Regions from separate parts of the Bicyclus anynana genome. Here region 2 is linked to region 1. The links are chromatin contacts, called in public Hi-C maps. All regions are on one chromosome and are shown on one strand. The core of a region is the stretch at or near the end of the contact, and the rest is flanking DNA. Distances in the headings are between cores, read along the strand shown. Region 1 overlaps LOC112046693 (spectrin beta chain). Region 2 overlaps LOC112046693 (spectrin beta chain).

The links. Hi-C and Micro-C count contacts between places; a contact is called where the count stands out from the background.
Region 2: a Hi-C map of whole body shows a contact between it and region 1, with 2.1 times the contacts expected there. The contact joins two enhancer-like sites. A contact is called at or near these places in 2 of 2 Hi-C or Micro-C datasets (whole body and whole larva).

Annotation. Positions count from the first base shown.
Region 1 is chr16:4,820,832-4,827,508 of ilBicAnyn1.1, forward strand. All of the region lies in intron 1 of LOC112046693 (spectrin beta chain), which reads left to right. Among protein-coding and RNA genes, the nearest start is that of LOC112046693, 6.4 kb to the left of the region's middle. Within about 2 kb of position 2,205, at least 8 of the 8 cell types and tissues checked have open chromatin away from gene starts, as enhancers often do.
Region 2 is chr16:4,859,424-4,865,344 of ilBicAnyn1.1, forward strand. It overlaps LOC112046693 (spectrin beta chain), which reads left to right. Exons shown (of 39, transcript XM_052886280.1): 4 at 749-922; 5 at 1,251-1,539; 6 at 2,042-2,213; 7 at 2,770-2,898; 8 at 3,263-3,475; 9 at 3,862-4,059; 10 at 5,011-5,140. Among protein-coding and RNA genes, the nearest start is that of LOC112046683, 37 kb to the right of the region's middle. Within about 2 kb of position 3,363, at least 6 of the 8 cell types and tissues checked have open chromatin away from gene starts, as enhancers often do.

The DNA.
Region 1 (6,677 bases), core at 955-3,454:
TAAAATATCCACTCCCTCAAATTTTCAACTCATTATTATTAGTAAGATTAGGTAGGAATGACTTTGAATCAACATAAAAAATTGTCAAAACTTGTTAATCAATTACATTTTAATTAGTTTCTATTTTTGAGACATTTGTCAGTGTTTGATTAGTCATCACGCTGATGCAGCAGATGGCCGATCAGATTGGTGTAAACATTTCAAGGCCTCTGCATAATGCATACAGCATAAAGGCATTGTGGAATGAATAATTAATTAAGTGTGATATTTATATATGAAACAAGTTTCTATTGATGCACAGTTATATTGTGATCATGTATCTATGATGTATCTTAAATCATTTAATGTATCTTCACAATGGTCTAAGATTTTTTATATTGTATATACCTACTCTAATATCATAAAACTTTAATTAAATATGAAATTAAAAACAACATCATAATGACAGATTCCTCTCATGCACACTTTTGTGTCAAGTGTGAGTCTATATTGTGCATAAAATTAATTTTGACACAACACAATTTTCCAATTTTATTGAGTTCCAAACTGGTGGTAGAATCTAACAAATAATCATGACATTTCAAACATGCCTGAAAACTAAAATACTTAAATATATAAAACACAAATACATTTTGGGTTTGAATTTTGAATTGTGATTATGTGAAGGAGACAGAAATTTAGTGATCAATTTGTGATCAATATAGAGAAAATCAACCCATTCCAAATTGCGTCATCAACCCATATTCGGCTCACTGCTGAGCTCGAGTCTCCACTCAGAATGAGAAGGCTTAGGCCAATAGTCCACCACGCTGGCCCAATGCGGATTGGCAGACTTCACACACGCAGAGAATTAAGATAATTCTCTGGTATGCAGGTTTCCTCACGATGTTTTCCTTCACCGATTGAGACACGTGATATTTAATTTCTTAAAATGCACACAACTGAAAAGTTGGAGGTGCATGCCCCGGACCGGATTCGAACCCACACCCTCCGGAATCGGAGGCAGAGGTCATATCCACTGGGCTATCACGGCTCGGCTCGTGTCATTCCAAATTAACTGGATAAAATAAAAGATGTAGTAGATTACTTTAACAGTTAATTAAAATCTACAATTTGTTATAATATAACACAATAAAAACATAGGCTTATTTGTGTATTCTTCAGTAAGTATTACTTCAGTAAAATTATAATTTTACTGAAAATTTATCAAACTTGAAATTATGATTTAACTCAGGACACTGTAAAACACATAATATTTTACTAAAAAAACTTATAATGTTTAAAAATCACGCCATTAATTGGCCAGGGGTGCAGTGGGTAGGGTTGTCAACCATAGGTCCTATAATGTTCAGTATTATGTGTACATTGTACTGTATTTCAGGTCTGTGTGCTGTCTGTAGCGAAATCTAACACACTGTTCTTAATTTTGCATTGACCTATGAAATCAATGGTAAAAGAATCAAAGTTAAAAAATTCTTATAACATACCCCATGTAAGAACTGTAAAGAAAAAGGAATTTAAAGCTTTTTTTTGTTAAATTTAGTTAAATTCTTAATTTGTTGTGAAAAATATACAGGGTGTCACCTAAATATTACGACATACTTTACAGGGAGATAGCTGACATCTAGGCCTACTAAAATAACAGAATATATGTTAGCCGAAATTTTATGGTTTTTAAGTTATATTGGTTTTTGAACAAAATATAAAAATCCCTACTTTTAATACAGTTTAGTCATACCATGTGCTGAAAAATTACTGAAGCGTTAATTTTATGCTTGGTAATTATTTTTAAATAGTTGTTTCACCCAATGAAACTTTAGTTTTTTCTTCTACAAAGTGTATACTATTACAAAGTATGTCATACTATTTACGGGTAACCCTGTATAAAGATTATAGTCCAGGAATCAGAAGTACAGAAAATTGGCTATTTTTGGTTTGTCGTGTATTCGCGTGCACTTTATATGTAGATGCAATAATACCCGTACCCTGAGGACCGGACAGGAGATGGAATGTTCAATTTTATTCAACTTGTGCGTCTAATGCCTATTCTAGTTAAGAACCCTGTGCACCCCACTGAGCACCTCAAACGTTTCCCGTTGAATGCAATGTTGGCAACCCTAGCAGCGGGGTGGCAATACAGCGGGAGGGGCGTGCCGCGTGCGTGCTAGGGACATGCGGACCGCCGGCGCCAGGAGTTCCCGATCGATAGTGCGGCTCGCGGCTCACTCCGACTAAACTGTGTCGCGACACGCTCGTGCGTCGGCCGCGTACTGTCGTGTGTTGGACGCATTCCATACATTATATACATAGTGCAGTGTACATTTTATCGGATTGGATATGAGATAGTCGTCGATTTTTCCTCAGGTACGTAGATCAATTTGTTCTGTGAAAGATTAAATGGGGAAGTCCCTGGAAATTCCCTATGAAGATCAATAATCGCGAAAAAAAATTCATGATGTCATGAACTACACAGTGAATTGAAAGTGTGTATACGAATGAAAGCGTGAATTATTTTTTACCGACTTCAAAAAAAGAGGTTTATCAATTCGTCGGAATCTTTTTACTACTTTTGAAAATCAATAATCGCAAATGAATGATCTGAAATGACATGAATAATGTAAATTATGAAGTGTGTAGGTGTAATGTATGAACTGTAGAAGTAGAACCATTTATCTGAAGCCCCTTAAAATTCCTACTAAAGATCAATAATTCAAGAAATGATTCATGATGTCATGAAGTTCACTGTAAATTGGGATGTGTGTAGGCGTGTTAATGTTTTTAAATTGGACACGTTTAATATGACCAAGCGTCTAAGACTTTACAGTTTTGGCTAGTATCAAGTGATCTTCATAAATAAAATGCCCTAATCCTATAATGGGGTATGAGTTTTCATCCTATTATCTTTACATGGGAGTTTCCGCATTACTTGTCAATTTAATTTGCTCGCTGTCTCTTTTTTTCCACGCCCCTAAATGACCTAGAAAGGCATAGGTATTAAAGAGCAGGCGCGGTCCTGGTTCTAGCTCCAGACTGACAAATTAGTCTGGAAATGGATCCTACTTTTTTGGGTCACAGTCTTTTATAACACTGTGAACACCGCTCTGAATATTTGTCTCATTAAAAGGTCAATTAGGATGATCTTATGTGTGTATAGTCTGTTTTTTTCTGCTTGTCTGTCACAAGTCACAATTGATTACGATGTTTTACACTTTTATGAACACTTGTCAGTGTTAATAAGTGCTAAGAGAAATGTTTTGTTATTGATAAAAATCCATTTTCTAAAGATTTTTTTATGAGTAACTTCTGTTTTAATGTGTCGTCTTTCCTTCTTCCCTAATTTAACGTCTAGAAAGGGAAAGGGGAGTGGATTTTCATCCTCCTTCTAACAAGTTAACCCGCTTCCATTTTAGATTGCATTATTACTTACCATCAGGTGAGATTGTAGTCAAGGGCTAAATTGTAAATAATAAAAAAAACTACTACCTAATGCTGATAAATCAGTTTCTTATATAATAGTGGTGAGACTCACATATTTGCTTATCTAGTAAAAGGTATTTTGCTTAACGTACTTGTACACGAATTATTTATATGTATCTTTATCAGCAGTCAATATTTCTGTTACATTATCATTACTTCGTCGTCGTCAACCCATATTCGGCTCACTGCTGAGCTCCTCTCCTCTCAGAATGAGAGGGTTTAGGCCCATAGTCCACCACGCTGGTCCAATGCGGATTGGCAGACTTCACAGCAGAGAATTAAGATAATTCTCTGGTATGCAGGTTTCCTCACGATGTTTTCCTTCACCGATTGAGACACGTGATATTTAATTTCTTAAAATGCACACAACTGAAAAGTTGGAGGTGCTTGCCCCGGACCGGATTCGAATCCACACTCTCCGGAATCGGAAGGATAGGTCATATCCACTGGGCTATCTATCACAGCTCTTATCATTACTTGCTTTGTTATATTTATACATACTTAATTCGTCAAAAATACAAGATAACGTACCTAACCAGTTTCATTATGTAAGTGTTCTAATGATTTAGGCTTTAATGACTCCTTAATTGTTTGTCCAATTAAAATCAATTTCGATGATTGTAACATACTTTTTAACGTACATATTACGGACTGGCCACCGCCCCGCGTAGTTCCCGTTCACGTGAAAATACGGGAATAAAATATAGCATATGACACTCACAAATAACGTGGTTCTCTAGTGGTAAAAAAATTTTCGAAATCAGTCTTCTAGAGGTAACATAATTTTCAAAATCGGTTAAGTAATCCAGAGATTACCAGGTGCAATAAATACCACAAACTTTACCTCTTTACAATACTACTAAAAAAGTACAGAATGATGATATTATTAAATATTAAAAAAACGTACTTCTCAGGACGCTCGACACAAGTAATAACTTAAACCTGTTGCCGTATGCGTGAGAGAATGGGAAGCCAGACAGAGTGGCCCCGTAACGCGTTACGTTACCCTTCAGTTAAACATTCGAAACACTGTAGATCTAGAGATTACCTACCCTCTACAACACTAAAAACTTTACCTCTATACAGGGTGATTCGGTCTTTAGTGCGGATATTTTTTTTCGTGGTTCTGTATCATTAATAGAATATAAATCTACAAACAGTTCGATACATTTTATGTAATTTTTTTTTTAATTTATGTCTCTAAAATAACAAAATAATGTACATATTATTACTAAACAAGATATATTCAGCTTAAAAGTGATCTGGTGACGTCCTTCAGGTATCAAACGAAAATAAAATAAACGCACAATAGGGTGACCCTAAAATTCTGTTCAAAAGTAAATAACTTTAGCTAACGATAATTTTGTTATTTTTGAGTTAAAAAAAAAAAGAAAAAATACGTGATCATTAAATTTTGTTTATGTACAAAATATAAAAATATCCGCACTAAAAAAATTTTCTTCCTGTATAATATTAGTGATTACTTCATCTACTCTTCGAATACTAGTTCTAGAGATGAGTAGCAGTAAAATTGTTATAGTTCTAGTAAGTCTTACTCGTAAAGAGAACTGTTCATATTTGCCCCCACCAATTGAGGTCATACACATATGGATGCCATAAGACATCGCTAGCAATAGCATTCCTGTCTCGGATTATGATTTGATGCTTTTATTTAGAAGCTGTAAGCTAACCGGTTTGAGGAGCCAAATCGAATTCAATCGAATGTAAAGGATTATAGAGCTTTTTAATTTATTGTTTTTATAATCACTATAAATATAAATCAATTCCTGAAATATGTTCTCGCTCATCACTTAAGAACAGCTGGCTGGGATGATATTACTAAAGACGTTTTTTGTGTGTATGAAGTATGATGGGTTCAGTACTTGCACATCACTGATTTAGAATGGTGCTTTTTGTTACTAACAACATTATCTTTACTAGCTTTAGTATTCAGTGGAATATGTATGAATTTTTCCTTTTCCACGTACATTTTGTTTTAGTTAATACCAATGTCAAATAACAGTTGACGGCCTCCGTGGCGCAGTGGTATGCGCGGTGGATTTACAAGACGGAGGTCCTGGGTTCGAACCTCAGCTGGGCCGATTGAGATTTTCTTAATTGGTCCAGGTCTGGCTGGTGGGAGGCTTCGGCCGTGGCTAGTTACCACCCTACCGATAAAGACGTACCGCTAAGCGATTTAGCGTTCCGTTACGATTTCGTGGATTCGAAAGCCGAAAGGGGTGTGGGTTTTCATCCTCCTCCTAACAAGTTAGCCCGCTTCCATCTTAGATTGGATCATCACTTACCATCAGGTGAGATTGTAGTCAAGGGCTAACTTGTAAAGAAAAAAAAAAAAGTTTTTTAGTTATAAAGCGTCTTTGAGCTTGACCACACACAGACAGATGGACACACAGGGCGATATTATAAGGTTTCCTTTATCAATACACGACGAATAAACCTCGTCATTACAGAATAAGAGACTATGAAATTAAAGTCTAGAAGAAAGAGAGATTACTTGGAAAATGTACAAGTATATACTTCCCGTAGAATCCCTTTGACTTCCCTCTGACTGTTTCTACGTGATTTTACACCTTAATCGTTTGGCGTATGTCTTTATCAGTAGGGTGGTATAGCTTGGCAACTTCGTTCGTAATACTCCCGATGTTCCGCGCGGGGCGGGAGGCGTGTAGCGATGAATGAAAAACCCACGACTGATGCACGTCACTGCCCCGCACGATTTCACACCCGCGTAGTCTTTCCTCCTGTCGCCCGCATATAATGGGAGTGTTATCAACAAACTTGCCAGACTATAACTAGCCATGGCCAATGCCTACCACTACTAATCCTCATCAGGAAAAATTAACAGCATTCACCACAAAAATATGTCTAATTCTCAAGATAGTATTATTCTACCAAATTTATCATCAGTGGTGATTTCATTGATGATAATTACATACTCCGTTAAACACATACAATGTGCAATTGTCCGGTTATAATGATTGCGACCACTAAATCAACACAATGTTATTCCAGTTCTAATTATCTGCTGATTATTATTATTGATAGTAATTACGATGAAGCACTCCACTCATCTTTAATGACGTCATATTATAATAATCCAGTTAGTCTTCAATGCTATAGTTGATGTGAACACTGCACATAATCACGAACTATACCTACCTACATATACATAATATTGT
Region 2 (5,921 bases), core at 2,113-4,612, 40 kb after region 1:
CATGTACTCGTAAATTGGAATTGTCTAAATTTATGGTCAAACATATATTTCCTTCTATTTATTTCGCCTTTTAAATAAATGTTTAAAATATTTTTTTATACAACCAAACGCAACTATTATTATAGTTGCGTTTGGTTGTATAAAAAAATGGATAGTAGAAGGGCCCCCTGTTTCTAAAGTAATTGTAGTAAAATGCGAGTACATAAAAATAAAATGAAACAGTAAGTGTTTTTGCTTGTGTATGAAATGCATTCCATCAATCATCACTGTACATCAAGAGAAGACATTGTTAACTTTCACGATCGCGACTAATTTATTGTGCTTGCCTTGCCATACCGACGTTCTTCATTAGAAATGCTAAGTTTGTTCAGGATTTTTATAAAATAATGCTTTAGATCAGTAAATCAATTAATTATTTTTTAGTAAACAATATAATCTATTAGATCTATATGTATATAGGAGTACATCTAATTTAATGGACTTTATAAAGTCATTTTCATAATTCTGACTATTGACGGTGACGATCTGTACTTTTGTTACCTTCCTAAGCTATTAAAATCCAAACTCCTTAGTTTCCTACCACACTTACCTATGCTAGGAGCATGGGCTTTTATAAAATGACAATAGTCATGGTTATCACAGGCTTCTAGAATATAGCAAAACAAAGAGATCTAAAATATAACATGAAAAAATAAAATGTATGTCCTAGTAGTTTATTACTATTAAACTTTGTCTTGTATTTTTCTAGCCACGACCGACGAAAGGCAAAATGCGTATCCATTGCCTGGAGAATGTGGACAAAGCGTTGCAGTTCTTGCGCGAGCAGCGCGTGCACCTCGAGAACATGGGCTCGCACGACATCGTGGACGGCAACGCCAGGCTCAACCTGGGCCTCATCTGGACCATCATCCTGAGATTCCAGGTTTGAACAATTTTTCTAGAAAATCAGCCTTTTTTTTGGAGAATGTGTAGGCGCTGCAATGTTGGCAAGAACAGTGTATCGTTGACGGTAATGAAAGACTCGAGCTGGGGCCTGTTTCAGTTCAGTTCTCAGTCAAGAAGCAGCTTGGACTTGGGAAGTCGATGATTTTAAATACATGTTGGCAATCCTTTAAGAATTGTGCACATCGATGCTGCTTGACATAACGTATTGTACTCCTCGCAAAAGATGAACTCCGCTATAAATACCTATTTGAAACATATCTAATAATCTAAAAGTTTTTGAATATCAATTATTTTGTATTTCACAGATACAAGACATAACAATCGAAGAAACTGACAACAAAGAGACAAAGTCCGCAAAGGACGCCTTGCTATTATGGTGCCAAATGAAGACGGCCGGCTACAACAACGTTAACGTGAGGAACTTCACCACCTCGTGGCGGGATGGGTTGGCGTTCAACGCCATCATACACAAGCACAGACCAGACCTCATACAGTTTGAGAAGTTGCACAGAAGCAACCAGATACAGAACCTTAATAATGCCTTCAACGTCGCAGAGGAGAAGCTTGGGCTCACTAAGCTTTTGGACGCCGAAGGTATCATATCCTTAATAGTTACCTAATCAATTAGCAAATATTAACGGCCAGTTTCTACATCACAGGTAACAGTCAAAGTAGCGTCATAAATCAAAAGTGACGGTCTTATTCACTGAAAAATAAAGTCTTCTTTACTACTTACTACTTTTACTGTTACTTTAGCTTAACATGAAGAAACTGGCTGTAAGACATTACAATGCATGAGTGAAATGTGGATAGGGAAACTAAGTTTGAGATACTAAGTTATTTCAATGCTAATCTTTGGATATATGCTCCAGGCTATAATAAGCTGGGTTTCCAAACTTCTTTAAATTTTTGGAGTGTAATTTCAAACATTGTCAAAATTATTTATGGCATAATCATGAATTTCCTCGTACAGGTGTTTATATTAAGACAAGTGACAAGTGCCAAGTCTTTAATTTTGTCCAGATAAAATTAGTAAAAAAGTCAGTCAGTTTTTCAGTCAGTGAGTCAGTATCTCAACAGTTCTATGCAATTACAGATATCGCAGTGGAACACCCAGACGAGAAGTCCATCATCACATATGTGGTGACATACTACCACTACTTCAGCAAGATGAAGCAGGAGACAGTCCAAGGCAAGAGGATCGGCAAGGTGGTCGGCATCGCTATGGAGAATGAGAAGATGATGCATGAATATGAGACTCTCACCAGGTAAGGGTTTTGGTGTATAATCACGTTTGCCTTACGCAATATGTTAAGAGATTATTTTTCAAAAATTTATTATTGTTTAGTTATGTCAGAAATCAAACAAAAATATTAAAAAAAAAACATATGCATATTCCTTGTTAATTTTTTTTGATGTTGCTATACTATTGATAAAATTCTTGGATTGGTTTTCATTTTCCCACCAGAACTAATAATGATATTTAATTGTTGACATATTACCATAAAGTGAAAAGAAAAATGTAATGTGTCCAAATACTTGGACCTTGCACATGAAATTATGTGGAATAATTCCATGTGGAAAGTTGTTAATCGTTATAATCTCGATAGTTGTTTCAGTTAATGGTCAGTTTTTTAGCAATTTTCAGTTAAAAGCTTCGACCAACATTTTAAGACAGTAATCCTTGAGATGGCATATTAGGAGAAGGTTCTTCACTCAGCTCTAACTGTCAGCTTGTTGAGCGCTCAAAAGTCCCGAAAGTCTAGAAGCAGGTATTTTTTATTATTTTTTATGTATTATTACAGTATTGTATGTTATTTCCAGTGATCTCCTGCAATGGATCGAGCGCACGATCGAAGCTCTGGGCGACAGAACGTTTGCCAACTCTCTGGAGGGCGTGCGCCAACAGCTCATACAGTTCGCTAACTACCGCACCGTCGAGAAGCCTCCCAAGTAAGAGCTGATTATCATTTTATCCATCACTTCTCATAGTGACAAAGCTCGTATAGGAATGTACTGCCTCCTAAAGGACATATTGGCATTGTGTTACCTTATTACCTATTTTTAACAAGCAGCGTTGTTATTTTGGTTTGTATATATATAGCAATAAGCTAATGAGTAGAATGATTGATGTCCATGTTTCTTGCCACATATGATTTGAGAACAGGCATGCGCCACTGCTAGGCAAGCTAGAGCAGGTTTGAATGTGCCAAAATGACTACGTTTGCCGTCATTTTGCTGCAGGCCCATTATAGAACTTTTACTCAATTAAAATACAGTCTGACCTGTGCAATGACATACAACATTTGTTTTACAGATTCGTTGAAAAGGGCAACCTGGAGGTGCTACTGTTCACGCTGCAGTCCCGCATGCGCGCGGCCAACCAGAAGCCCTACACGCCGCGCGAGGGCCGCATGATACACGACATCAACCGCGCCTGGGAGCGCCTGGAAAAGGCCGAGCACGAGCGCGAGCTGGCTCTGCGCGAGGAGCTCATCCGACAGGAGAAGCTGGAACAGCTCGCAGCTAGGTGAGTCACAACCAGTGTCCTGGCTGCTTTTCAGCTCGCAAGTCCCATATACCCTGTTGGAGACTGCGCAGTTTAGTAAGACTTGGACTTTGATGGTATATCGGTCTAGAATATATACGGTCGAATTGAGAAACTTCCTCTTATTTTTAAGGTCGGTTAAATAGCCCGGAATCCTATACGTCGTGCGAAGGCCGTATTTCAACTACGTACGTCAAGCAGTTGTCAGTATTTTGTGATGAGCGAACTATCCCTTGCATAGTCGTATTAGATTTAAGACCAATTGAATGTGAGAAAGAAAAATATATTCATAAAATTTGATATGATTGTCCCTGTATTCCGAAATTTATAAGAAACAACATATTTTATTTGTTTTTTTTTATCAACAGGTTCAACCGCAAAGCGCAAATGCGTGAGACGTGGCTGTCGGAGAACCAGCGGCTGGTGAGCCAGGACAACTTTGGCTTCGACCTGGCGGCCGTGGAGGCGGCGGCGAAGAAGCACGAGGCGATCGAGACTGACATCTTCGCGTACGAGGAGCGAGTGCAAGCTGTCGTTGCTGTCTGCTCGGAGCTTCAGGCCGAACGGTGAGGACTAGGGAACATTGCTATAGCAAAAACATGATTGAACAATGAACAATGTTGTTGTTGACGTTATTACATGAACAACAATCCTTTTTGTTGACATTCTTGGTCCTCGATGTGGACATTGACAGATGAACAGTTCTTGATTAGTATTTTTTGACTATTATCATGACATCAATGTTCTGAAGTTGATGTAATACCAAAAGGTATTACTACGTTATATCGAATACGACATTTACTTCGCTTCATGCAACCTCGCCTCGCCACGCTCAATTTCTGTTTGCGCATCCAATGCGCTCTAGTCATAGAACTTGAAGCGATCCGAGGTTCAAAACGAAGCGTCTCGCTATTCTCCTCGGGTCATTTCGTCCTCGTTAATTACACCTTACATGGGTCGTCATTCCAGCACCTTGGGACTCCAACGTCCATTGACTCTACAAATTATTTGTTCATATATTGCCACTTCAGCTTTGTGACTCATTGAGCTATGTCAGTGACTTTGGTTTCTCTGCAAATCTTCTCATTTCTGATTCAATTATACGGAGATAAGTGTGTTGGTCGACCCCCAGGTGGACTGACGACATCAAGCGAGTCAGATCAGGATCGTGATGTTTGGAAGTTCCTACAAAAGGCCTACTTGTATGTCCTGCAGTGGACGTCCGTCGGCTGATATGATGATGATTGACTTTTATCTCATAACATAGGTAATCAGAGCCATGATAGCCCAGTAGATATGACTTCTTCTTCCGATTCCGGAGGGTGTGGGTTCGTGGGCCAGCGTGGTGGACTATTGGCCTAACACCTCTCATTCTGAGAGGAGACTCAAGCTCAGCATTAAGTCGAATGTGGTTTGATAATGATGATGATATCAAACATTACTTTCTTGTGATTGTAAATAATACAAGTTACATTAAATGATACACCCATTTCATAGTATACTCATTGTTGTAACAGTTACCACGACATGGAGCGAGTGTGCGCCCGTCGCGACAACGTCCTTCGGCTGTGGGCGTACCTGCTGGAGCTGTTGCGAGCGAGACGCGCGCGCCTCGAGCTGTCGCTACATCTGCAACAGAACTTCCAGGTGTGTGTTCTTCTTCTTCTTCGTACCTGGGCCTTTTTCGCACTTGGCCACTATGTTCTCAGCAGCACCAATAATGCTCTGGTAGCAGGCATGACAACTGGAGATTGTCTGCTCAATAGACACCTGAAGTTAATTAAAATCAAAAAAGATCCATTATATCCAGGTTGTGGAGAGGAGACAAGCTATCACTTCATAGCTGAGTGCTGAAAGATGGGAGTTGCTGAAAATGAAGCAGACCTGAGGAATCTCACCATAAGGGATATTGTTAGGTTCACATAGACTATAGGAAGGTTTTAGGGGGCAAGAATATTGAAACACCAGTGAATGTATGTCTCTTACCACCAGTGGAACTATCTCTAGTTAGAACTGATCACTTGTCCGGGTCTGGTTTTTGGTGTTGATCCCAGGTGTTTGTTAATGGAGCATACCACGACATGGCACAAGAGCGATTTAAACCGAATTTCTCCTCATTCTCATCGTGAAGAAACCTGCTTAACAGAATTTTCTAAATTCTTCTCTGTATGTGATGTCTTCTATTAGCCTAACCGCTCTCATTCTCAAAAAGAAACTCCTGCTCAACAGTGAGCCGATTACGTACAACTACCAACCCTGTTGACCAAGTGCGGAAAAGGCCCAGGAAAGTAGATAGATAGTGAGCCGAATATGGATTGATGATGATTGAGTTGTGACACTGTGACGTCACCCAAAGTGCACCAAAATGGGGAACCTAAGATGCGTAATATTCCGTGAAGACCTTAGGTGCGTGCTTAGGCCAAGCCAA